Regions from separate parts of the Capra hircus genome. Here region 1 is linked to region 2. Evidence: chromatin contacts called from public Hi-C data. All regions are on one chromosome and are shown on one strand. Each heading gives the region's core, a stretch centred on a gene start, on an enhancer-like site or on the middle of the called end of the contact. The rest is flanking DNA. Distances are from core to core; before and after follow the strand shown. Region 1 overlaps RAP1GAP (rap1 GTPase-activating protein 1). Region 2 holds the start of ALPL (alkaline phosphatase, tissue-nonspecific isozyme).

Region 1 (4,029 bases), core at 585-3,084, 80 kb before region 2:
CATCTGGCTCCCCATTTCATGGCACACCCGTCTCCCTTTACCCTGCAGACGAGGGTGCAGAAGCACGAGGCGAGGGTGCTCCAGCAGATCCGGGCGGACGGGACCTCTGCCCCCCGAGGCCAGCACCAGCCTGGGGGCTGCCCCTCGCCTGCCCAGCCCTCCTCCTGGCCCACATCTGGGCTGTCTCTGCAGGGCGGAGCTGGCCAGCCCTGGGAGCGGGGAAGCTGCTGGCACCGTCCCCACCCCCTGGGCTGGGAGGCTGGCTGGGGCAGGGAGAGGTCAGTTGGAACGGGACTCCAGGCCTGGCTGATCCATCACCCCTGGGTGCCCCTCTGGATTCGAAGGAGTGAGCTGGAAAGGAGAACTGAGGCATTTCAGTGCACACAGAGCCTGCCATGGAGGCGGTGGGTAGGAGGAGCCCTGGGCTGGGGTCCTGAGTCCTAGCTTGTGGTTCGGGATCCGCTCTGCGATTCTAGGCCCATCACACTCCCTCTCTGAGTGTCTCTGCTCTAAATGGACAAGGTCATTTCAGAGGTCGCTGAAGAGTGGGATTCTGCGCACCTGCCCCAGAGTGGAGGATCCCGGGGGCCTCCTGTCACCCTCTCCTGCTTCTTGGGGTTCCTGGGGCCCCAGGTCGGCTGAGGGACGGGGCTGGCTGTGGCCACGGCACCTCCTAGACCTGCCAAGGCCCTGCCCGCCGCCTCTACATGACAGACGAGTGACCCCCTTGTGGGCGTCGGGGGACCTATCTGGCTCTCCCGCCAGCCCCCGGCTCGACCCCCGGCATCTCCGGCCCCTGGCGCTCCAGGCCGAGGGGCCTCAGCTGGCTCACCTTTGCACCACCCCCACCTGGCACGGAGTGGGCAGGCAGGCACAGCTGCCGTGAGTCCACATCGTCGTGTGTGTCTGTCCACACTTTTTAGGCACCACACCAAGGGGCAGCCTTTCGGCCCCAACACCTGTCTCAGAAGCCCCCGTGGCCACGTGTGTGTGTCGGTAACAGTTGTAATAAATAAATTCTATTTATCGCTATTGTACCCCGAGTTGGACCTGGCTTCATGTGACCCTCTCCCCCCGCCTCAGATCAACCCCAGACAGATCTTAGTGGTGCTGTGGTCAAGACCAAGAGCCTGTTCACATCCCAACCCCCCCACAATCTCCCCACCCTGCCATCCCCACAAAATCAGAGCTCCTGGGTCTGCAGACACCTCCAAGGCCAAGTGATGAGCTCTTTGCCCGCCAGCTGTGGCTTTCCTCCCCTAGCTCTGCCCTTTTCCCACCTTGTTCCCTCTCCCCAGCAGGGGGAACATGGCTCTGAAGTCAGTTCAGTTCAGGCGCTCAGTCGTGTCCGCCTCTCTCCAACCCCATGGGCTGCAGCAGGCCAGGCCCCCCTGTCCATCACCAGCTCCCGGAGCCCTCAAACTCACGCCCACCACTGGAGTCCTGCTGCTGGCTGGGGATGCTGAGAAACTTGGAAGCTTCTCTGAGCCTGTCTCCACTCCTGTAACACGGGAGCGGCAGCACTTCTCCCAGGGGTCCGTCCTGAGGAATCCTTGAGCGGGTGCAGCTGGGGCACCCAGGACAGCGCCGGGCGCCCTGTGGGTGAAGTTCACGTGTGTTTCCTGTGTGGCCACCAGGGGGCGCCAAGGGATCGCTTACCTGCACTGAGGGGGGCGGGCAGCCGGCGCTGAACCTGTCCGGCTGCCGGAAGGAGCTCACCGGGTGGTAAAGGGGGGATGAGGGCCTGGGAGAGGGTGGGGTGGGGGAGACGTGGGAGGAGCCCCGGGGTCCGGCCTGGCTGAAGAAGGAATGGGGAAGACACCGTGGTGCCTGAGCACCCCCGGAAGGGTTTAGCATAGTGTCCTTGGGGAGGAAGCCACAGGTGCAAAGGGAGGCCAGAGAGTGCTGCTTGCAGCTGAGAAGGGGAGGCGATGGTGATGGTGGAGGCGGCAGGGAGCAGGCCAGAGGCCGCATGGCCTTGGATGCCGGGCGAGGGACTAATGCTTTATGCCAGGGTCGGTGCGGAAGTCGTGCAGGATGGGACACCAGGAGCAGGGGCTGGCTGGCGGGGGCCAGCCGGGCAGCATCAGTCCAGGAGCGCTTTGCCAAGGTGCCGAGGACACGGAGCGTGCCCGAGACAGTGGGGAGGTCTGGAAGGTGCTGGGAGATGAGTGTCTGGAGGAATGGGCTGAGGGAGGAGCTGGAGGCGCTCAGGGGTCCAGCCGAGTGTTGGTAAATGAGGTGGGGGGGGTTCTCCTCTGAGATAGGAGTGTAGGAAGAAGGGCAGGTTGGGAGATTTGGGGCTTAGAGGTGGGTCCCTGGGGGGCTCACGATGCCTTGGCCTCACGCCCTCACCACCATCAGCCCCCATGCCCTCTCAGGGATGATGCTGGAGGCACCCTAGGGACTTCCTGACGGGGCCCTGCTGTGACCCTCGGATGTCTGGGGTGCCCCCAGGTGTGGTGACTCACTCCCCAGCTCCATCCACCCGGGTTTGGCCCTGGGCCACCCTAGACTCAGCAGGTCCCCAGCTAACCCTTACTCCCCTCCTCTGCCTAACCCCTCTTCTCTAACCTGCCTGCCCCACCCCGGCCCCTGGGACCTGTCTCCTCCCATCCCACCAAGGGCCAGTAGCCACAGTCCAGCCCCAAGATCAAGAGCTTAGCTCTGAGTTTATTTACATCCTATAAGCTCAGTAAGTTTGGGCGCATGGACCTCAGGGTCTTCATCTGTTCATTGGGAATGCTAAGAGCCCCGCCTTTGGTACCCAGGTGGGAGGATTCAATGAAGTGATGCCTCACAAAGTTCTTGGTGCAGCCCTAGCATGTGGTGGGCTCAAAAAAATAGTGTGTGCATTGTGTAGGGGGTTGCACTTAGCCACGAATGAGGACAGCTCCATAACCAACATCACAGGCCGTGGGGCCAGCTCTCTGCATGGGCCATGAGGTGGCTGGCCCGGGGCCCAGTGTCAGGAATGTACGATGATCAATTGCATCCCTCAACCCCAGCCTCCAGAGCTTCCCTGGGCTTGATGATCCTTTAAGAAAAGAACTGGGTGTGTCCCGTTGGGCTCCTTTACTGGGTGCCCATCCCCGGCTCTGGCCCACTGCCGACCTAGCGCAGAAGCTGGGGCCCAGCTGGGTGAGCAGCACCCACTTTGGCCCCCTCGGCCTGCCTGGTTGTGCCCACGGCCCGTCGGTGGACAAGACCGGCTTCTGGGCTGGGTTTCAGCCAGGGCCCCCACCCCACCCCACCCTTCCAGGCTCCAGGGTGGGGCTGGGGAAGGCCAAGGACCAAACCAGCCTCTGTGATCAAAGTGTCCAGTGCTGTTTCTCTTGTGCCCGCGCCAGCTCTGTGCTCGCCCTGGGTTCGGAGGTAGGCAGGGCGAGCCGGGACACGGACCCGAGGCTGGAATTAGGGCCTGGGTGAGGGGCGCCAGGCCCCGGGAAGCCCTGAACTCGGCTTCGAGATGACTCTGGTGCTGCAAATGCCTGGCAGAGGTTGCCCCAGACCCAGGAGGCGAGAGGCCTCTGCAGAGGGACGTGGGTGCCTGGCTGACCCGGCAGCCTCATCTCCCCTGCCTCAGAGTGGGGACCTGTCTCCCCAGGTGTCAGTCTCCCCACCTGTAAAATGGGGGCAGAGCCCTACCTGTTGCTGTGAAGAGGCTCTCATAGCCTCTAAGGGACCTGGCCTGGACCCCGTGCCCAATAGGAGGGGTCCTCCCCCCATCTCCCAGCCGCTAGGGTGTCCTTGGACGCCCATGGCTCACCCTGGGACAGCTTTGCCAAAGAGCCAGCCGCAGGCCCAGGCCAGCCCAGCGCCAGGGGACTGCGACCTGGACGTTCTCTGCTGTTCAGGCCACAGGGGGTACTTAACCAGGGACCCTGGAATGTGGAGGTCCCGCCCTGCCGAGGGGACAGCCAGGGACGGAGCCTCCTGAAATAACCAGATCTGGTTAGCGAGGCTAATTTTAAACGCCACTCTGGCTGCCCAATAGGCCCTTCTGGGAAGCCGTGAATGTCCCTGTGT
Region 2 (4,479 bases), core at 16-2,515:
TGTCAACTTTGCTCACACCCTGCCTACCAGGGAAGCCGGGCCACCTGGAAGTCCCCCCCCCCCCTCCCTCCCTCCCCCCCCTCCCTCCCTCCCCCCCCTCCCTCCCTCCCCCCCCATCCCCCCCAGAGCCCAGAGGCCCTTTCTGGCCAGAGAACTGCCCCCTCTTGGGATCTCCTCCTCCACCCACAGGCCGCTGTAAAGACCCCTCCCCCAGCCCCATTTTGCATTGAAAAAGGGTCTGAAGAGACAATGCGGGGGAAGGCTGGTGCTCAGCTCAGCTACCCGCCCCACTATTGTGACCAGGCTTTTAACCCTTTCTTATCAAGACGAGTTGCAGGAACCCACCCCGGGCCAGCCGCTCACCTGCCTACGTCCAGAGATGGATCGCAGCAAACTCCCCCAGCTTTGGGGGGCTCCAGAGCTCGGCCCTAAGGCCGCTGCGCACCCCCTACAACTTCCAAACAGACTCCAACACGCCGGATGTCCGTCCCCCCCGCCCCCCTCCCCGCCCCGCTGCGGCTCCCAGACCCAAGTGCCTCCCTCTCTGTACTTTTCCCAGCTCCGGCCCAAACTACTTTTGGAGCCCACCCAGGAAGACCAGCCCCCTCCCCTGGCGGCTGTGCCAAGATCTCGAGAAGGCTAGATGGCTGGCAGTTCTGGGGTGGGCCACCCGAGTCTCTTGATCGCGGACCAAGGGGGCGCCGTAGAAGCCGCTCAGCCACAGGGCAACGGGAGGCGGTGCCGAGACCGAAGATGGGGGTCTCAGGCAGCGGCGGGGAGACCCCAGAGCTGCAGCGGCCGACTCGAGCTCAGTCAGCCCGCCTCGCCGGCTCCGCTGGGGCCACGTCCACTTTCTGGGCCCGCCCAGTGCGCCCGCCGGGAGCCGCGGATGCGCGCGAGCGCGGGAGCGGGACAGGTGGCTGGAGGTTCCGAATGGGCTGCCTTGGGCGGTGTGGGGGGGAGCGGAGGTCCCGGCCTGGCCCCTGATGTCCAGCCTCGCCGCCCTCTCCCGGCGAGGGGAGGATGAGGAAAGGGGGCCTGGGACCCTCCACATCCCGGGGGTCCTGGAGAGCCAGGAACCAGCTTCGAGTCTTTACCTGCTCAGAGTTCGTAGGCGAAGGTCTGTCCTGGCGCAAGGGACGCGGGGTCGGTGCTCTGGGAGCGCGGACGCGGAGGGGCGGGAGCGCAACGCTGCCCCGGCCAAGTACCCCGCGGGCTTATAAAGGCGATCGCGGGGCTCGCGCGCGGCCGGGGCAGCCCTCCCCGGCCCCCGCCCCCGCCTCCACCCCCCGGCCCGGGCCCCGGCCCTCCCCGCCCCCGGCCCGCCCCCGGCCCGGGCCCAGCCGGCCGGTCCCGCCGCGCGGCCAGCGCGCCGCCTGCCGGGCAGCGGGGCGCCCTCCGGCTTCCTGAGCCCCGGCTCGGCTCCTGCCCTTGCGCGGGGTTGGGGCGGGCGCTTCCCAGCGAGACCACGCTCTGTCCTTTCTCTCCGCGAGCTCCAGCTCTGATTCCGTCTCTTTGGGGTTGTCTTTATCCTTAGCTCCAGCTTCCTGCTGTGTCTCTTTGTGGCTGTGTCTCTTGCGCCCTCTGACTGGTCTGCCTCTCTGACAACCCACCTGGCTCTGTTTGGGACCTCTGTCTCTCCCCATCTCTGTGCACGTGTCTCTGGGCCTCTGTCCACCCGTGTGTGTGACTCTCCTCCCTGTCCCCTCTCACCTTCCCACTCCAACCAGACCACTGGCCTGGCCCTTTCTCCGCTGGCCTTGGGCTCTTTCCTCTGCTCGGCCAAGGAGGCTGAGGGATACCTCGGCGGGGGTGGCTTGGGGAGGGGAGCCCCCTCTCCTGGCCGGGGACTGTTCCCTCTTTGTCCTTAGAGCCAGCCAGGGTTCCTGCTGACCGCATCCCATCCAGAGGTGAGGACCTGCCTCCCCGGTGAGCAGAGGAGGAAGCCCACACTTTGCACCAGGTGGAGTCAGACAGCCCAGGTTCAAGACTCCACCCTGGTGACCTTGGGCTGGTGACTTGAGCCCTGTGGCCTGGCCGGCCCTTTGACCCGCAGAGGTCAGCTCCCCCAGCTGCCCTGATCACATGCAGTTGTTGTTGTTGCTGTTCAGGTGCTAAGCTGTGTCCGACTCTTTGGGATTCCGTGGACTGCAGGACACCAGGCTCCTCTGTCCTCCACTGTCTCCACTGTCCTGTGCTGAGAGGCAGACTAATAGGAGACAGTGGTTGAAAAGTGCACAGGAAACTAAAAGCGCTGACAGATGAAGGGAGGCGGGCAGGACTGGAGGAGACTGAGGCCTGAGCAGAGAAGCTGTCAGTACCCGCAGAGCCAGTTGTTCAGTCACTAAGTCGTCAGAGTCACTGAGACCCCATGGTCTGCAGCACAGGCAGGAATTTCCAGGCAGGAATACTGGAGTCAATTGCCCTTTCTTCTCCAGGAGATCTTCTTGACCCAGGGATCGAACCCATGTCTCCTGCATTGGCAGGCAGATTCTTTACCATCTGAGGCACCAGGAAAGTCCCGGCCCAGAATTCTCTATCTTACCTAGGACATGCCGACCTTGGGCCAGTCATCTTGCATACATTTTCTCCCAATGACCCCATTTTAGAGAGGAGAAAACAGAGGCCAAGATAGAGCATGAGGACAGCTTGTCAGTATGACTGGAACCGGAACTGGGGACTAGCACCAAACACCAAGAGTGTCTTTGTATTTTTCTTTTTTTTTTTTTTTTTTTGTATTTTTAGCAACTGATATTGCTTCTTTATTTATAGGAGTGATATGAAGCGTCCTTCCTGACATTAGTTTGTTTTTAGAAAGTGAATCAAAACATTGATTAAATACTATTTACATATTCAATGAGTTAGATTATTATGGCAAAAATCATGGAGGTGGTCAATGAATCAAGCTTGGGAAACAACACTTTTGCATGAGAAATGGAGAGTGAAGGCATCCAGAATGGAGTCTCAAACCTTGGAGGGGTTCTGTAATTGCTCACAAACTCCAAGGAAGGGGTTAGGGATACCAAGAGGCTTGAGATGATGTCATTGTCAGTGAGCAAGGGGCATATTCCCGCCCGTCCCAGCCTGAACAGAGACTGGGGGCTGAGGCAACGGCGACTTGGATGGACCCCGTTTCACCAATTATGGGCCCCCACGCCTGCCCTTGACTTCTGATCTCCCCAAAACTGTTGGGGAATGGACACTTCTAGTTGCACCACATGGCCAGCATTGGGCTCCCTGTGTCTGAGTGATTTTTTCCCCAGGTACCACTGGCTGAATGGCTGAAAATTGATGCTTTCGAATTGTGGTGCTGGAGAAGACTCTGGAGAGTCCCTTGGACAGTGAGGAGATCAAACCAGTCCATCCTAAAGGAAATCAACCCTGAATATTCATTGGAAGGACTAACACCGAAACTGAAGCTCCAATACTTTGGCCACCTGATGGAAATAACTGACTCATTGTGAAAGAACCCAATGCTGGAAAGATTGAAGGCAAAAGGAGAAGGGGATGGCAGAGAATGAGATGCTTAGATAGCATCACCAACTCAATGGACATGAATTTGAGCAAACTCTGGGAGATAGGAGAGGACAGAGGAGCCTGACGTGCTGAGAGGGAAGAAATTAAGAAAACTGAAACAGGAGGTTGCCTGGTGGTTCAGTGGTTAAGAGTCCATCTGCCAGTGCAGGGGACACAGGTTCAGTCCCTGAGCCAGGAAGATCCCACGTGCCTCAGAGCAGCTAAGCCTGTGCACCGCAACTCCTGAGCCTGTGCTCGAGAGCCCGCGGGCTGCCGCCACCGAAGCCTGTACACCCTGGAGCCTGTGCCCCACAAGAGGCGTCACTGAAATGAGAAGCCCTTTTACCCCGACTAGAGAAAGCCCACTCACAGCAATGAAGGCCCAGCACAGGCAAAAATAGATGGAAAGAAAACTGAGACAATATCATTAAACCAAGGGTGGTACCGCCCAGCATTACCGAGTGCTGACTTCCGTGTGAGGCTCTGGTCCAATATGAGTCTTTGTATATATTAACCCAGCTAATGCTCACAACAGCCCTACCGAGTAGGGACTTTTATTCCCACTTTACAGATGAGAAAACAGGCATATATGAGCTGTCATTTGCAGAAGAGCCCAGCAGCCTGGTGTAAAGCTCTTTGCAGGTGAAATTTCGTTGGCTTCTCTCTGTAAGACCGAGGCGGGGTCGTTAATGTCACGCTCGCTTTTCAAATGAGGAAGCTCGTGGCTCAGAGAGGCTTAACAACTTATTCTTTCAAGAATATTCATTGGGTGCCTGCTCAGGGCAGGCACTGTGCTAGGATCTGGAGACACAAGTGAACAAGACAGATTTCTGGCCTCATGGAGCTGACGTTCCAGTTAAGGAAGACAGATAATAAACAGTCAACACTATAATAAGCAAGTTATATGTAAATTAGAAGATGATAAGTGAGTGAATAAAGAACTAGAGCAGATATTAGGGAAAG

Evidence for each region. Hi-C and Micro-C count contacts between places; a contact is called where the count stands out from the background.
Region 1: a Hi-C map of blood shows a contact between it and region 2, with 3 times the contacts expected there. The contact joins the enhancer-like site here to the promoter of ALPL in region 2. A contact is called at or near these places in 3 of 5 Hi-C or Micro-C datasets (all in blood).

Annotation. Positions count from the first base shown.
Region 1 is chr2:4,790,311-4,794,339 of ARS1.2, reverse strand. RAP1GAP (rap1 GTPase-activating protein 1) reads left to right here. Exons shown (of 25, transcript XM_018055306.1): 25 at 49-1,037. Among named protein-coding and RNA genes, the nearest start is that of RAP1GAP, 71 kb to the left of the region's middle. Within about 2 kb of position 1,834, at least 1 of the 5 cell types and tissues checked has an H3K27ac peak or open chromatin away from gene starts, as enhancers often do.
Region 2 is chr2:4,709,676-4,714,154 of ARS1.2, reverse strand. It overlaps ALPL (alkaline phosphatase, tissue-nonspecific isozyme), which reads right to left and starts at 1,265. Exons shown (of 13, transcript XM_018055232.1): 1 at 1,098-1,265.